Linked DNA regions of Oryctolagus cuniculus: region 2 is linked to region 1. The links are chromatin contacts, called in public Hi-C maps. All regions are on one chromosome and are shown on one strand. Each heading gives the region's core, a stretch centred on a gene start, on an enhancer-like site or on the middle of the called end of the contact. The rest is flanking DNA. Distances are from core to core; before and after follow the strand shown.

Region 1 (6,150 bases), core at 1,289-3,788:
AGTGGCAGCTTAAACCACTGTGCAAAAGCCCTTGCCCCACATATACTCATTCTGACTAGAGAGACTCAGCTGCTTGCCCAGCATGCTTATTGAGCACTGTGGTGGGCAGACTAAAATGGCCCCAGGGACCCCACTTCCTGGTGTTCACAGCCTTGTCCGGTTTCTTCCCTTTCAACACGTGCTGGCTCCATTTCTAAAACTAGATTATGACAAAAGCGATGGCATGTTACTTCTGAGATTAAGCTGCAGATAGATTGTGGTTGCCATCTTGCTCGCTGATGCTGTCTCTGCCCTTAATACAGGGGAAATCCAACAGCCAGGTTTTGAGTAATGCTATGGAGAACCTCGGGTGGCAAAAAAATGTCTCCAGTTAACAACCCACAGGACCTAAATAAAGCCTGCCCCCAGCCACAGGAGTGAACTTGGAAGCAGCTCCTCCTGCGGTGATTCCTGGAGATGCCAGCAGCCTGATGAACACCTGGATGAAGCCTTTGGGGACAGCTTGAGTCACAACCCTCAAGCTGCAGCCACACCTGCTCGGGACAGAGCATGCTCAGTTTGTGCGCAAAGCAAGAAGTGGGGAAAAATGAGACTAGCCAAGCAGTCTTGGGCCAGTAACTCGCTTCAAATGATCAATATCATGAACTCCTGCTTTGAATGGAGGCAGGTGACAACAGAAGTTAGTAAAGGAAAAGGCATGGTCTCCACAGTTCAAAGCCTTGATTTCAAGAAGCCAAATTCAATTACCTGTAGAACATGACGAGTGTAATTTGTTTTGTTGTTATTGCTCATAAAATGCGAGCAGGGAAGGGGTGACAGGTTTCCATGAAAGAGCTGTGGCCCCACTGAGACATTCCTCAAGCGATGGTTGGTGCATTTACAAGTGGGAAACTGGCCCTGCCAGCAGTAAGATGTTTTTCCAATCTTTATTTTAAAATTCTGAGAGGTTTGGGGAGAATTAAGTTTTTTTTTTATTTAGCTAATTGTTCTCATCTTTTTGTCCCTCCCTTCCTCTCTTTCTCCCTCCCTTCCTGCCTTCCTGCCTTCCCTTCTTCCTGCTTGCCTTCCCTTCTCTCTTCTCTCTCTCTCCTTCCGAATGCTGTCGCTCCAGAATACTGCTAGGCGCTGAGCATCAGCTTTGCAAGGAATGGAGTCAAAAGCACGCCTCTCCCTGGTGAGGAGGATTCATGCTAACGATTTTTAAGCCGATTCTCGGAAGGCTCTCTGGGTCATTCCTGCTCAGGAGTGAGTCCTGTGACTCAGCAAAATGCCACGATTATTGGAGCCAAGATGACTATCAAGCTACACTTGTGGATAAGTTTGGTCCAGAACAGGAAGAAATAAAAAATGTTGTAAATTAATTTTTAAAATGACCATATCATTTAAAAACTGATTCCCTTTATCTGCCATCCCTAATCAGCAACACAAGGGGCTGGTCAGGTGCTCCCTTTTCTGTGGATTACACAGTGCCTAGAATCTGGGGTCCACCCTGCGCTCACACTTGTCAGTAAGGGGTTTTGAGTAAACGCCTAGAGGCAGAACTTCCCTTTTTAGGTTGGACTTTGCTGGAAGCTGCACAGTCCCCCCACACACACCACGAGGTTATTCGCTCCTCCATACCCCGTGTATGCGTGACTTGTGCCTCTACTGTTAGCTGAGCCATGTTACTAACATACTGTCAGCCAGCACTGTGGGTATGGCGCTGGTCTGTCTTCTAGACCAGCTGTTATCCCTTGAGTAGAGAGATGGGGGGGAGGGGGTTCCGGAGGAGGGGCTGGGTGGCAAGGGGTTCCTTAGGGGCTCAGGGGCTCCTTGGAGACTCTGATTCAATGTCTGTCTTCCCCAGCAGACCATGAGCAGCTGATGGTAGGAACCCCGTTTTCCTCAGCTTCCTTTCTTGATCACCCAACACAGGGTCAGCCCACAGTAGGTGCTTAGTAAACATTTGTTGTGCAAAACAGAACTTCACCCACACACTTAGACAGCTGATATTTATTGAGGCCCCACCCCGAGTTAGGCTCTGTGCTAGGCAATCTGGGGTGCATAAAGAGAATTCAGAATGGACTTTTACCTTGGAGGAGTTTTCAAGCTACTTAGCAGACTGGGATAGAAACTGTCTTATTCATCCGGCTTCCCAGTGACCGGCACACAGCAGACAGTCATGTAAACATGTGTTGATGAACTGTAACTTCACGTGTCTGGGCTGGAAGAGTTGCTTCAGACTGGTCACTCACTCATCGTCTCCCAGCCGAATCTGCCAGCCCAGCAAACTCCGTCCCCCAGGACGACTCCCAGGGAGCCCACAAGCTGTCGCGGTTAGCCAGGCACAAAGGCAGCGGGGAAAACAACGCCTGGCTTTTCATCCGGGGCTTTCTAAAGAAACAGAGGTGTTACCATAAGGTCACCGTTGTCCCAGTCAGATCATCTTTTCAAAGGAATTGCAGGGTTGAGAGCCAACGGTGACCACATACACCTTTGCAGTAATCACAACCAGTGTTCTCGACGCTGGAAGCAAAATCGCGTAAACAAGGTTGTGCTGTGGACTTCCGTGACCCAGACTTTCAGGAAGGAGCTGACACACTGCCCAGACTCGCGCTCACCCACATAGCTCAGAAGCCAAACAAACTGAGAAGCTCGTGTTTTCCCAGCTGTGTGATGCACTCGCTTCACCAAGAGAGCTGCCAGAAAACAAGGAAAAGAAAAAATAAATTAAAAAAAAAAAAAAAAAAACCACCACGCCGGGTTCAGACCAGGCGAGGAAAGAATTGCTTTGGCTGGTCTTTGTTTTGTATTTTCATGAAGTCTCAAGAAATATAAAAATGGAGGAAGTTAGATCTATGGCTTTTAGTTACTGAAAAGAAAACAACATTTTTTTATCTTTGAGCGATCTGGCCATGTTCTCACGTCAGTGACTTTCTACTTTACAATCTCCAAATCCCTTGGTCTCGCGTCCAGGTCTTTCACAACTTGTTTAAAATAACCTTTCTTGCCACATCTGCCCCATTTCCCCCCACTCGGTGCTTTTCTTGAGTCTTGTCGGGCTCCCATTGTCTTAAAGACTTTATGTGCTTTCTTGCCTGCGTGCTTTGGTCCACGCTCTTCCTTAAGAAAAACTCCAGGTCTCCCAAGGTCAGTTCAGAGAGCTGTTTCTCACTGCTATTCACCCCAATAGCGCAAGCAACTGCTCCTGCGTCTGTCTCCCCCATAGGATCACGTTACGTAGAAGTCATTCCCCAGCATTCATTGTCTTTGCACTTTGCACCAGATACTGTGCGAGGCACTGGTGAGACAGGTGTGACAGTCCCTATCTAGCGGGGAACTCAGGCAAGTAGATCAAGTGTAACCAGGCCAAACTGTAAGGTTTTAGGAAAAGGTAAGTGCAAGGTGCTGTGGGAGATTAGCGGAGGATCATATCCCTCAGTCTGATTGGCAGGAGAGTGTCTGGAAGGCTTCCTGGAGGAAGTAGCACCAGAACAGCCTACAGGAAAAGAAGCTGTGTTCATCTCATTCTTGGCAGAGCACTCCTTGAGGGAAGAGGTCAATCATATTGAATGAGGTTATTTATTCTACCCATGTTTACGGAGCTCTTTGCTAGGAGACAGGTACTCCCAGGAACTGCTTGGGGACTGTGGAGTAGCAGTGTCTAGCGGAGAAGTACAGTAGGAAAATATAGAGGAAATCAAGCATGAGTCCCAGGATTCTGGATTAGGGTTGCCTTGTACAGGGGTGCAGGTTGTGGACTCACACCAAGCCAGGCAGGGAAGAAGGAGGGATAAGTTCAACAGGGAAGAATCTTGCTTTTGGTAGCACAGCAACCAACACTTTATATGTTGCTTTGGAATGAACTGGAATTGAGCGAATTTGTTCCTTGTGTTGTTTTTCTTAAGAGTGGGTCTTTTGTTCTTCTTGAGTGAGGCAGGAGATCCACTTTCCTGCTATAATCACTTAACTCCTTTATTTTCAGATGTCAAAAATCCCTACTGTGAATCATTCCTGTCTTTCCCACATCTCTTCTGTCTTTAGATCATCTTGACACCCCTACTAGGAGAGATTTTAGACTTTCCAGCTTAAAGTTGAGAACTAGGTTTCACACTTGACTATCTATTCAGTTATTAATTTTGAAATTAATGACTAGTCAATAATGAGGTCGTTGACATTTTGTTAATAATGTCAATTATCACTATCAAATTAATAACTAAGAATTGATTTCAATCATCAGAATTGTTTCAAACTACAAAATTATTTCAAACTACGGGATTTGATCATCCCATAAGAGTGGTGATGCCATTTTAACCTGAAATTTTATTTTACTTTATCACATTATGCCTTTTATATAGTGGAAGAAATCTAAGCAGTAATTTTGTTCACCAAAGAGTCTTTACTAAAACAAATAATCCCTTCCAAAAAGTTTTAATTCCCCCATGAATATTCCCTACATAAGTTGGGCTCTCTTGGAAGCCTCGCTTGGGTCACCATTCGACTTCCTATTACACTTAGACAGAAACATAAATCTTTAAATAAATGGACCGCCTTAAAATGTATCCAGAATTTTCAATAAAATCAACTCTTCATTATTTTTGATTGTTCTTCTTTGCCTTTTTTCATCTCTTTCTAGAACTGCTGGGCCCCACCATATGTATCTTATAAAAGCAAAGCATACAGTTCTTCTTCTTCTTTTTTTTTTTTTTTTTTTTCTTGACAGGCAGAGTGGACAGTGAGAGAGAGAGAGACAGAGAGAAAGGGCTTCCTTTGCCGTTGGTTCACCCTCCAATGGCCGCCGCGGCCGGCGCACTGCGCTGATCCGATGGCAGGAGCCAGGTGCTTCTCCTGGTCTCCCATGGGGTGCAGGGCCCAAGCACGTGGGCCATCCTCCACTGCACTCCCTGGCCACAGCAGAGAGCTGGCCTGGAAGAGGGGCAACCCGGACAGAATCCGGCGCCCCGACCGGGACTAGAAGCCGGTGTGCCGGCGCCGCAAGGTGGAGGATTAGCCTAGTGAGCCTCGGCGCCGGCCGGGAAAGCATACAGTTCTACAAAAGACAGCTGGGACAGTTTCGTCAGTGTTTCTTAGCACTACCTATTTTTCTTACTCTGCCTTTTGACAACATGTATTATTTGCTTTTTGTTAAGCATCATATCCCATTTTTAAAAATAGTTTGTTCTCTAAATGTATTTCTCTTTAAAGCTATTTGATTGTGAACTATATTATTATTCACTCAGTTTAGGTGAAATCTTATTAACAGAGGAATAACTTTTTTTCTCGATGATTGCTTGTATCCATGAATGAATGAATTGTTTATTGATAGAACGAGACAGCACAGCAACCATCCTATTCCTCTTTCTTATTTTTTACAGACACAGACCTTGAGAAAATGTGTTCCCATAAATAAGCAGGAAGCAGTAGATTTAATAGCATTGTTATTCAAGTCTAAAGCATTTCAGAGAGATAAGAAAAATTCACACAGTTGTTAATATTTTTAATGATCTACCAACTGACAATTCAATTAGGACGTTGTTCAATTCTGTTGAAAGCCAAAAATTAGAAACCGCATGACTTGCCAGAGATTTCTTCCCCAGTTATTAGAATCCAGTGAAAACAGATATCTGGACTGCTCCCTGGGAGTGGTACAGCAGGGTGAGTGTGGTCAGAGAGAGCTGCACTTTCCTTTGTAAGGTGGGAGAGTGGGCACAGTGAGAGGACAGGAGAGGGAGGACTATGATGAGGAGTCCTCAGCCACGTTGATTTTTGGAAAGATACTGGTTGTACTTGAGGATCTGAAATGGAGTCTTCCGAATTCTCCTCCCAGGTGTGTACTTGGAACATCTCTCAAATAGAGTAGCAACTTGAAGGTACCATCATTTGTTCACTTGGCAATAAAGCACTTTCTTTTCTCAGAACACCTATTAATATCTGGAAGCATCAGTGTTCTTGGAATACTCCCTGGGAAATGTACCATAGAGGTTCATCTAATAAATCTTAATTGGCTCCCCAATTAGGTAATACAATCTAAAACTGAGCTAGAGGATATTGCAATTGTAGAACAGACATGATGATGAGGAGGAGGTGGAGGAGGAGGAGGATGGTGGTGATGATGGTAGCTATTGTTATTGATGGTGCTTGTCTCATGTAGCAGAGACACCCATCAACACT
Region 2 (6,150 bases), core at 2,279-4,778, 51 kb before region 1:
TACCTACCCTGCTGCAAATTTTTGGTCAAAGAAAATCAACATGTATAAATCAGTATTTAAATGCGTGATCCATTCCATTATATAATCTTTTCTCATTAGTTAAATCTAAGGGATACTCCCTACATCCAGAAACTGTCTGGTTGTATTCAGCTAACCAGTAAGAAGTTCCTTTGAGAAATTAGTTGAGGGGCCAGTGTTGTGGCATAGCGAGTAAAGCTGCCTCCTGCAGTGCCGGCATCCCATATGGGCTCCGGTTCGAGACCGGGCTGCTCCACTTCCAATCCAGTTCTCTGCTATGGCCTGGGAAAGCAGTAGAAGATGGCCCAAGTCCTTGGGCCCCTGCACCCTTGTGGGAGACCTGGAGGAAGCTTCTGGTTCCTGGCTTTGGATCGGTGCAGCTCCGGCCATTCTGGCCAATTGGGGAATGAACCAGCAGATGGAAGCCCTCTCTCTCTGCCACTCCTCTCTCTGTGTAACTCTGACTTTCAAATAAAAAAAATTTTTTAAAAAGAAATTAGTTGAGTGTTTTTGAGTCAACGTAAGTTGTGTAAATGTTACTATATTTGCAAAATAGAAAGTGAAAGGGTTAGATTATGTAACTTATAATTCTTAAACCTTCACAATCTTTTGGAAGAATCCGTCAAAAACAAATCTGGTTGATCAAACGTCACCTCTTTAGCTTGGGGAGATACTGTTGCTAATCTCAGCATTTACAGTTTTCTCCAGGATTAGCTCACTCTCTAGGCAACAGTCTACTTGTTGAGAAAAGCTGCCACAAGGCAGCACTCTGGGAAGAGGTAATCTGGGGTGTGAGATACTCTGCAGGGGCAGGCGGTCAAGGGCAGTCTCGGGTCTACTAGATCGGGAGCTGGAGTTCTACAGTTGTCTTCCCTTTGTGCCATAAGTGACCCAGTTCAGTCCATCAGATTAGCCCACCCGGGGAAGGAGAACACCCACGTGGGCAGAGTGGGCTGGAGTTAGGTAATGGCACAGGTGTCACATGAGGCATTGGATTTCCCAGCTCTCATTCTCAGCTCCAACTTGTGTCAGGCAGGAGAAACCAGAGGTTACCGTGACAGCACTCCTTCCTTCCCAACCCCAGGGGCTCCCCACGATGAAAAGGAATTTCCCTCTTAATGCTATCACTGGCAGGCAGGGGAACTGCTCCCTCTGGGGACCCGGGCAGATCGTGGCTCCCTTGCCCTACAGGCTTCTGAGAAACGTGGTAAACTCTCAGAGTGTCCGTCTGGAGATGCTGGTGGCAACTCCTGCTCACATTCTGTTGGCCGAGGCAAAGCACATGGCTACCCCAGCTTCAAAGAGGCGAGGAAGTGGAATTCTGCTATGCAAGAGTTTGACCATTTTACCACTGACCCGTGACCCTGGGCAGCTCAGTTAGGCCCTGTCAGCCTCAGCTTCAGTCTCTAAAACAGGAAGTTGCCTGGGCTCTACGTTCATTCACTTGTCAGCCAGTCAGTCACGGGACTCAATATTCTGGTTAGCAGCTCAAACTCTGGAGCCAGCTCACCTGAGTTCATTATCAGCTAAATCACATGCTATCTGGATAAGCTTAGGCAAGTTATTTAATATCTTCTGAACCTCAGTTTGCTTATCTGTGAAACGGGCATGATAATAGCATCTGGCTCTTAGAGTTGTTGTGCAAGTATAAAGCATATATTATGCAAGTTACATCGAACAGGTAACATGCTCAGAACAAGTCCATATAGTAAACACTTTGCAAATGTTAATTTTATTGTTCAAGCATCCATTTAGCCATGTATTCAATGAATATTCATTCATAATCTTTCCTGGTTATCGTTGAAGTCTCTTGGGAGGACTGAAGGAAAAAAAAAGAGTTGCAAATGATTGGCTCCCATGGGGCAGCTTAAGAAGAGGCAGTAGGCCGGAGCCATGGCTCACTAGGCTAATCCTCCGCCTGCGGCACCAGCACCCCAGGTTCTAGTCCTGGTTGGGGAGCCGGATTCTGACCCGGTTGCTCCTCTTCCAGTCCAGCTCTCTGCTGTGGCCTGGGAAGGCAGTGGAGGATGGCCCAAGTGCTTGGGCCCTGCACCCGCATGGGAGACCAGGAGGAGGCACCTGGCTCCTGGCTTTGGATCAGCGCAGTGCGCCGGTTGTAGCGGCCATTAGGGAAGGAAGGAATGACCTTCAATGGAAGGAAGACCTTTCTCTCTGTCTCTCTCTTTCACTAACTCTGCCTGTCACAAAAAAAAAAAAAAAAAAAAAAAAAAGGAGGCAGCCTCCTTGTAGGTCTTAGATTCACTTTAGCTACCATTGTTAGAGCACCTAATATGTGCTGGGCTCTATACTAAATGCTTTCCTAACACTCCTAAGGGATGTAAGGGATGGTTAACAGATAAGGAAACTGAGGCATCGGGAGTGTAGATAACTTGTATGAGCTTCCGGAGATGGTGGGCGGTAGATGGTGGGCCTGTCCAGGGTAGGACCTAAGGAACAGTCAGCCATGTGTGAAAGCCCTCGCTTTCCCTCTGACATCACAAATGCAAGAGTCGTCTTCTCATCATTCAACCTGTTCCTGTGTCTACTGGACTGAAACGTCCCCAAACGCAGTAACTCCCCTTAACTCTTGGTGCTCTTCTGTGCCTGGTATCATACCTGTGACACCATGGGTTGTCCCTTAGAGAGAGGAGAAGCAGGAGGGAGAAATACATCTAATACTACCAGAGTCACGGATTTTTTTGTAAGATTTATTTATTTATTTGAAAGTCAGAGTTACACAGAGAGAGGAGAGGCAGAGAGAGAGGTCTTCCATCTGCTGGTTCACTCCCCAATTGGCTGCAATGGCCAGAGCTGAACCGATCCAAAGCCAGGAGCCAGGAGCTTCTTCTGGGTCTCCCATATGGGTGCAGGGGCCCAAAGACTTGAGCCATCTTCTACCACCCTCCCAGGCCATTGCAAAGAGCTGGATGGGAAGTGGAGCAGCCGGGTCTCGAAACGGCATCCATGTGGGATGCTGGCACTGCAGGTGGCAGCTTTACCCACTACGCCACAGCACCAGCCCGAGCGTCTTGGATTTAAATCTTGCCTCTGCGCACCACCCCAGCTGGCTGATAACCCCTGGAGTGTTCCCTCTCACTGTTGAATCACTTCCACATCCTTCCTACCATGAAAGTTTCATGGCGCCCAGCCTTTGAACGCTTCGAGCTTCGTAGATACTTGTTGACAAGAAGGCATGAGCACCCTTAAGAGGCGATTTAGTACCAAGTTTAGACCATTTGGCTTTTTGTCGACTCACTTCAAAGCCAGAGGACAAAAGATATTATCTGACATTGCACATCATTCTTCACATGAGCACAAACTTTCCATTTTGCTTTTGGCTCTGCCAAGAAAAGGCAGAAAGGAAAGCACAGCCAAACAGTGGCACGCAACAGTTCTCATGCAATGCGTCCAGACGAAACTTCCCAATGCCAAGGCCCCAGATGGGTCCAAAAGCAAACCCAGCCTGGCCCATGGGGAAAACGTCCCCACGAGACAAGATCGCCGGGCCATGCCCTTCCAGTTTGCCAAGGCCAAACACACAGATTGTGAACACAGCGAGCTTACCATAAACTAGTCCTTCCCGCACAAAACACAGTGCGGAGCCACGGTCAGGGGAGTGCAGTGCGTGTGGCTCAGCCTGGGGGCAGTCAGCGATGGCACAGCACGTAGACTCCGTCAGCCAGGGACAGTCACACTGGGCTAGACGCATGGCCAGCCCAGATACTGTGAGCTCCATGCCTGACTTTCTCTGTCCCTTCCTCACGTAGTAAGAGCTGTCACTACCAAGCACCATGTGGTGTGCTGACCTTGTCCAGCTTCGTGTAGACATCAATTCTTTGATCTCATGCTGGCCCTCTGAGGGAGGAGCTGTTCTTCTCCCCCATCTGCAGGGGGGACTCTGGCACTCAGAAAGGTGGTAGCACTGACTGGGATCACACCTTCCCTCCTCAGGGTGGTTGCTGGTGCCTCACTCAGCCTGGGGACGAGGCTCACCCTGCACGTCATTGGCTCCAATGGGGACAGTGAGGCTGCCTGTGACTTCCGCCCCCTGGCTGAATGCAGACCTGGGTGCAGCTACTTGGCTTCCTGGGAACCACTGTGGGCCCTGGTTTCCCTGGGCTGAGTCATCGTGGCTTAGCAGGACTCCGACGTTCTTAGCTGGAATCGTCATAAGAAAGCGTCTGGAAACTCCCCCAGGTCTTATCGGCAAAGATTTTGAAGACAATTCAGCTGCATTCTTCAGCTTTCTCAGACCTCACCTTGCCCTGGGAGGATGAGAAAGAGCGGGGAAGGCACGCAGTGACCGTGAACCCTGGAATCAGGGAGACCTTTCGGTGCTGGCCCAGGGCAACAGCAGCCCCTGAGAACACCTCACCGACAACAGCTGGCCAAGGGCAATGAGACCATGTCCAGTGTCCTTGGAGGCCCCAGTCCCCATCATCCATCCATCCAACTGACCACTAGTTCCAAATGCACAAGGAACTGAGCTGGGCGTGGAAGGTACTGTGAGAGCCCCGGAGTTGAGAGTGTCTGGGGCCGGCGCTGTGGCATAGTTGGCTAAGCCTCTGCCTGTGGTGCCAGCATTCCATTCGGGCACCAATTGGAGTCCCAGCTGCTCCACTTCCAATCCAGCTCTTTGCTATGGCCTGGGAAAGCAGCAGAGGATGGCCCAAGTCCTTGGGCCCTTGCACCTGCATGGGAGACCTGGAAGAAGCTCCTGGCTCCTGGCTTTGGATCAGACTAGCTCCGGCCGTTGCAGTCATTGGAGTGAATCAGGGGATGGAAGATCTCTCTCTCTCTGTAACTCTACTTCTCAAATTAAAAAACAAAACAAAACAGAGCGTGTTAAGCACATCTGGACTCAAGTTCAGATCTGCTCGCTGGCTGTGTGACCTCAGGCTTATTTTCCTATGTGTCATTTATCAAAACTCAAGACTCTTGTGACGATGAAATGGAAAAAAAAATACCAGGGGTTTTCAAAAACTTCCTGGAAAATAGAAATAAAAAGTACATTTATTTATCTTGATGTAAAACATTTTTGAAATGCATGCATCATTTTTTCCTCACCTGCATTTTCTTTCGGGTATATGTCAGCATGGCGTCTGACTCACCAAAAGTATTCAGGTGGGGCTGGCGCTGTGGCATAGCGGGTAAAGCCGCCGTCTGCAGCACCGGCATCCCATATGGGTGCAGATTCAAGTCCCAGCTGCTCCACTTCTGATCTAGCTCTCTGCTATGGCTTGGGAAGGCAGTGGAAGATGGCCCAAGTCCTTGGACCCCCGAACCTGCGGGGGAGACCCGGAAGGAGCTCCTGACTCCTGGCTTCAGATTGGCGTAGCTCTGGCCATTGTTGTCATCTTGGGAGTGAACCAGCGGATGAAAGACCTCTCTCTCTCTCTGCCTCTCCTTCGCTCTCTGTGTAACTCTTTCAAATAAATAAATAAATCTTTTTAAAAAAATATTCAGGTAACAGTAGCTATTGTTAAGTGTACAGCAATCATATCACACTCTGAGTCCCACCACATTGATGGCGCACTGGGTATGAGCCAGGACCCGTGCGTGGCTCTGGGAGAGGTAGAAAGACAGACACAACCCCTGCCTTCTAGAAACTTGTGGAACATAGTCCAGTAGCAAATGATTATAATATGCTGGGGGAAAGGTGGTGACAGGGTAGAAAGGGTACCAAGAGAGCTCTGGGGCCCCGCCCAGCTTCCTGGAGGAGGTGATGTCTGAGCAGCTCACAAAGCGGAGAGAGAATTTCCCCAGCTAAAAGGAAAGGGGCCGAGAGGTGCGAGTAGCAAGGGGGCAGCTTGAGTGCAGGTCTATGCGTTCCTCAATACGGGCCATGAGTGGTAGTGCAATGCCCAGGACAAAAGGAAACTCAGGGCTTGTTGTAGAAGAGCTAGATTGACAGGGATGTCCTTGCCCTTCCAGCTGTTAACCTCTGGCAAGTTCCTGTGACCCCCCTATGTCCTTGCCCTTCCAGCTGTTAACCTCTGGCAAGTTCCTGTGACCCCCCTCTCCCCCTGGATGTAACTTGCTCATCAGTAAAGTGACGCTAACAGGAGCTTGGTGAGCGCTGTCAATTTGCACAGCGGCAGGTTTGTTTGTGGCTGCGTCTCCTACACTCCA

Evidence for each region. Hi-C and Micro-C count contacts between places; a contact is called where the count stands out from the background.
Region 2: a contact with region 1 is called in a Hi-C map of psoas muscle, with 2.1 times the contacts expected there. The contact joins two enhancer-like sites. A contact is called at or near these places in 4 of 6 Hi-C or Micro-C datasets (ear pinna, psoas muscle, skin fibroblasts and 1 more).

The regions. Positions count from the first base shown.
Region 1 is chr7:104,952,634-104,958,783 of mOryCun1.1, reverse strand. It overlaps LOC138850416 (a long non-coding RNA gene), which reads right to left. Exons shown (of 2, transcript XR_011390154.1): 2 at 1,978-2,678. Among named protein-coding and RNA genes, the nearest start is that of GADD45A, 67 kb to the right of the region's middle. Within about 2 kb of position 2,538, at least 6 of the 8 cell types and tissues checked have an H3K27ac peak or open chromatin away from gene starts, as enhancers often do. A contact at or near this core is called in ear pinna, where this site is marked.
Region 2 is chr7:105,004,204-105,010,353 of mOryCun1.1, reverse strand. No RefSeq gene overlaps it. Among named protein-coding and RNA genes, the nearest start is that of GADD45A, 120 kb to the right of the region's middle. Within about 2 kb of position 3,528, at least 2 of the 8 cell types and tissues checked have an H3K27ac peak or open chromatin away from gene starts, as enhancers often do. A contact at or near this core is called in ear pinna, where this site is marked.